Linked DNA regions of Salmo salar: region 1 is linked to region 2. A link is a contact called in public Hi-C data. All regions are on one chromosome and are shown on one strand. The core of a region is the stretch at or near the end of the contact, and the rest is flanking DNA. Distances in the headings are between cores, read along the strand shown.

Region 1 (2,700 bases), core at 84-2,583, 37 kb after region 2:
GCTGAAAGTTCATTACCAAGACAAATCAAAGTACTGATGGAAAATCTTGAAACACTAGTGCAGTAAACAATGGAAATATTAGCTACAAATGCAAACTATTTGGAACAGGCTTGCTGGTCTAAATCAATACTACATTTGGTAATGGTGCGTCAGTCTGCAGAGCTCTGGCTACTATGGGTCTCTGCACACTCGGGCGGCAGGTAGTCTAACGGTTAAGAGCTTTGTGCCAGTAACCGAAAAGTCGCTAGTTCGAATCACAGCGCAGATTGTTAAAAATATGTCGATGTGCCCTTGAGCAAGGCATTTAACCCTAATTGCTCATGTAAATCGCTCCTGAATGACTAAAATGTGTAACTATGTAATAATAATGTCACTGATCAATTAATAGCACTGTAATTCAGATTATAGAACAACACATGCACGTAGTGACGAAGGGTGGGCAAACAACTGTTGCAAGTTGTAACAATTAATTAATGCAGCCATTGTGATAACCCCAAATGGTGTTGGCTTTTTTTAATTGGAGAGCTCGTTAGCTAGCAAACAGTAAATCAACGTTATTCACGACTATGTCAGCTAACTAGCTAACTGGCTAGCTAGGTAAACTAACGTTGGCTAGTATTACAAACTGAAAAAAATAAACATTTACTTGTTAGAAAAACTGTATGCTTATTCGATGTGTAGCTAACGACTTTTGATCAGTGTGTTAGTAAATATAATATGGCGTTGTTGCGAATAACAAAGTGTAAACATTCACGCAGAAAACTAGCCAACTACTGTAGCTAGCTAGTAACGTTAGCTTGATAGCGCCATTAGCTAACAAGCAAGTGAAGCTAGAGACAGCGAGAGGGTTTTACATTCTTACCTGTCAACCGCAGTTTCACTGGGCCATTTCTCCTAACTCCTTGATTAGACATGCCCGTTTGTGTTCCAGCTTGACGTGGGGTTATCAAAAATATGTATAATACATGTGTCTAGCTATTTCACAAAAATGAATTCCTATTTAACTCCTATGGCTATAGCAGTTTCACAGTGAATGAAGAAGAATGGAGTCACGGCACAGTGGCCCGGATGAGCACAGCTCTAGTACAATACACCACCGTCCCGAGCACATACTCCTAAAGAAACTAAAATAAATGGCTAATTTCCAATAAACCAGGATCTCCTCCCGAAAGAAACGGTGCTATATGACGTCCAAGGCGGCTTCAAAAGCCAAGGGTGAGCTCCTCTCCCGCTGAGGGTGGCATTTCTGCTTGAAGTGGTGGTAGCTGAAATTTCCAAGCCGAGATGTCTTGCTGGACTCAATTTTTGGATAGTGACCCTCCCCTCTAGTGACATCACTCACAAGATTAAAACACAAGCACTAAATTGATGTACAATGTTAATTTAAACGAGAGGAAATTATTGGACATATTTAACCTTTTTTATGTTGTGTTCATCAATATGGTACTGGTAGGCAACCACAGCCTCTGTCACTGAGGACAGCCTCACTAGACTGATCTAAGGTCAGTTTTATGTTTCACCCGTCCTCATGGTTATGAATAGGTTTTGTGGAGCCAGCGGAGGGTAAGCTGAATCTACACTTGTGTGTTCATAAAAGCATTGTCTGGACCTTTATGGCACAGGACTGTGGACATACCCCACTTTCTGTCAGTTTCCCTTGAACCACTACATTACCAAACATAGCACAAGTATGCAGCACTTACTGGAGAGACCTAACTGGAGAGAAGGGGGCTGATATGTAGTAGTCTACATCAGTGTTTCTCAATCAGGTATAGTAAACTACCCCTCATACTATACCTCATTCCTATCATAGACTATCCACAGGAGGGGGTACTAGGGAGACATAAGAACATAGGCCTAATGACTGGTTGCACATAAGGGGTGCTTCTGGCAGAACATAATCTGATTGGAGGTAGGCCTACATTAACCAAAAATAACCACTGGTCTACATGTCTGGCGCTCCCGAGTGGTGCAGGGGTCTAAGACACTGCATCTCACTGCATACAGACCCTGGTTCGATTCTAGGCTGATTGGGAGTCCCATAGGGCGGCGCACAATTGGTCCAGCGTAGTCCGAGCTAGGGTTTGACCGGGGTAGGCCGCCATTGTAAATAAAAATGTGTTCCTGAATTGCCTAGTTAAATAAAGGTTAAATTTAAAATTCAAAATAGTCATTGGCACTTTTTCCCCCAGACACTTTATTGACATAAAATGGCTTATTTCTCCATCTACTGGCTGCTTTCAGAAGTGCATGAGGCAAGCCAGAAGCCATATCACAGAATATATCAGATTCAATGCACAACATAGGGAAAGTTTGGCCCATACAATGACAGACAGGTCAGATCATAAACCAGCAGGGAGCCCTCTTGCCCAGGATGGTTACATTTCTCAGGACCCATCACTCAGCTGTTTCCCCAAAAAGTGTCTGGGTGCTCACTTTGTTGTAGTTTAAATCTCAGATTGACCCTTTCAAATGTGTAAAAAAATATTGGTTAAAGGCCAGATGCAGATGTTGTTATATCAATATCAAATAACTTCTGGGTAACAATTAAGTACCTTACTGTAATAGATTTCCATTCAAATTGACAAAATTAGCTTTTCAGCAAAAATATATTTCTCAAGCAAGATTTTTGCTTGGACTGTCTGGGAGTGGTCTGAGTGGGGAGGGGAAACTGAAAACTCACTGTCAGAGGTTTGGAAC
Region 2 (2,700 bases), core at 196-2,695:
TCCTGGGGACGACGTTATGCTACTACTTCCTACTAGGCACTTCTGAAGATCTGAAAGGATAAATTCCACCTTGCTGAGACAAGCTGGAACTAGGAAGACATGATGAAACAAGGGTTTATTGGTCTAAGGTGGTCCCCCAGTTTAGAGTCTTCCCTAGTGACTTACAGGTCGTAATGTTGGTTCCACTTGGGGTCCAGCGTGTTCCTCACGGTGTCCGTGGAGTGGCATTGCCCCGAGCCGTCCACCACCACTTTGGCAAAGGGGTCAGGCAGCCCTGTGGAGGAGGAGCCAAAATGGAGGATTGTATTCACAACTGTGGATGGCATAGAAACAATGGAGTCAATGGAACTATATTCACAGTATGGTTCATTTATCTAGCATGGGAAAAGTGCTGATATGAAATGGAGATTATATGTTGCAATTGGAGACAAAATGGAGGATGTGTGCCTGAATAAGTTTCTAGGTAACTGTATTCACAAGCTGATGGCATATAAACAATGACTGACTATGAACAGACCTAAATTCACATAATATTAATTATCTAACATGAAGATATGTTATAGCTGAAATCGGATAGAAAACATGAGCTGGCGCACACCCAGAGAAAACTATTTTATGTAAAGGTGCTGACTAACGCCAAATAAACTGACTAAAACAAATAAAGCTATAAAAATAAAGAGTGTCGCAAACTCTATATATTAAAAACTCCCAGTAATTTATTGGGTAAATCGGATTTACCCAATAAATTACTGGGAGTTTATATATAGAGTGCACAACTCTCTCTTTATAACTCAGAGCTGAAATCGGAGCCAAAATGCAGGACATGTGCGTGTCAAAAGGATAGTTTCTATTGAACTGCATTCAAATACAACAGCTGAGTCATAAGACGGCATACAAAACATTCATTGTCAACGGACCTTTATTTACACTGTGACTCATTCAGATAACATACATAGGAAATATTGGGTGTACATGTAGTTGAGCAAGCAGCTCAGAAGCATGTCTTTCCATGCCAGTCTATTAGACTCTTTGGAAATCTGATAAGGGACGACATACACACTGCTACCGACCTAAGCAAGATCAACATATCCCGTCCGTGTCATGAATAGTATAAAGACTTGTAGAAAGAATAGTAGAAAGAATGGATTGATAGACTAGAGTAATGAGTATTTCAGTTGAGCTTATTCAGTAGTATTTGGAAACAAAACATTGTTGCCAACTATTCACATCGGAGAGTTACAATGTTGCAATCACTAGGCAGCCAACTGCATTTAGGAAACAGAGTTCTCAATAAATCCACGTATATGACACGTGACACGACCTCACGATAGTTCAAATTACAATAAACATAACATTCAGGAGAACCGTATAGAGTGCGATATCATTTGAGCTGTGGATACAAGTGCTTTCATAAATGCATGGCGCGGGCCTCGTTTCACATTAGCATTGCAATAAGCTTTCTCGCAATGAACCAGCCTTAATACATTTTGTTTATTTACATACCGAATTTGACTGTTCAACATCAGTTTGACGATTTCTCATTTAATGCCACCGAGCGGGTCCTCTTTCCACTGCTGTGGTGCTGAATTACAGTGGGAATGGGGAGTGGTGCGGGCCGGCCCAGTCATGACTAGAAGAGATCCAGCTTTTGCCAAACTAACGTCAAAAGTTGAATTGTTTTGTATTTTAGCTAACCCTAACTCTTTCCCTAACATTAACCTAATTTTCCTAACTTGCTACCAAAAGTCAAATCTGAAGTTAATTTGACAAAAGCTGCCATGACCAGCCGGCCCTGGTTTTCGTAGACAGCCTAATAACTAACTAAATACGGCTTACTTAAAATGTTCATGCCTAGGATAAATTAAATTAGAAAGGCTAGATTGTATTTGAAAACAGCTGTGTTTTGCTATTTATTAATGAAAGTGTTCATACAAATAGCCTATAGGTCAGGTCGTTTGCAAATTATATTATACAAATATGATATTTTGAAGTTGTGTTTTACTGTGAAGGAGACTTGTTTTTCCTACGCGAAATGTTATAATCTTTTTAAAATAATATTCATTGATGATTTATAGCAGGGATGAATACGCAACGGGTAATGTTTCGCTTTTCAATAAAACCTGTCACGTTGGTGCAAGAACATTGTTCTACTTTATTTAGTCTCTTTTATATTCTGTTAAGATGAATTACAATAATGTAAAATGTGATTTTGAGCCCCGTGGGTGGATGCCCTAATGGCTTACGCATATGGATGTCAGGGAAATTAAAATCTTGCCGGTCACGTTGTTCGGCACCAAATTTTCCTAACGGAAACTTGGTATGCATACACACACACACACACACACACACACACACACACACACACACACACACACACACACACAGACAGTGCTCCAGAGAAATGACATACTGCGTGTGACTATAGTTTGGAGTGTGTGTGGCTCCAAGCAATGATACCTCCCACAGGTCAAACTTGTTGAGTCACATTCAACCCTATGCCATACTGGCAGAGGAAGCAGGGACTTCCCTCTGCAGGTGTGTGTGTGTGTGTGTGTGTGTGTGTGTGTGTGTGTGTGTGTGTGTGAGTGAGAGAGAGAGAGAGAGAGAGAGAAATGCGTCATTTACAGGAAACTGTCCCTTAAAGCCCACAGTAATCCAATACATTCAAAAGGAGACGTGCAACTGTATAGCCTAAAGAAT

Evidence for each region. A called contact is a pair of places that touch in the nucleus more often than the background predicts.
Region 1: a contact with region 2 is called in a Hi-C map of gill, with 4 times the contacts expected there. The contact joins the promoter of LOC106564903 here to the enhancer-like site in region 2. A contact is called at or near these places in 3 of 3 Hi-C or Micro-C datasets (blood, gill and muscle).

The regions. Positions count from the first base shown.
Region 1 is chrssa12:32,659,925-32,662,624 of Ssal_v3.1, forward strand. LOC106564903 (E3 ubiquitin-protein ligase SMURF2) reads right to left here and starts at 1,334. Exons shown (of 20, transcript XM_014131401.2): 1 at 863-1,334. The coding sequence starts at 914.
Region 2 is chrssa12:32,622,671-32,625,370 of Ssal_v3.1, forward strand. LOC106564903 (E3 ubiquitin-protein ligase SMURF2) reads right to left here. Exons shown (of 20, transcript XM_014131401.2): 3 at 166-313. Among protein-coding and RNA genes, the nearest start is that of LOC106564903, 37 kb to the right of the region's middle. Within about 2 kb of position 1,446, at least 3 of the 13 cell types and tissues checked have an H3K27ac peak or open chromatin away from gene starts, as enhancers often do. A contact at or near this core is called in gill, where this site is marked.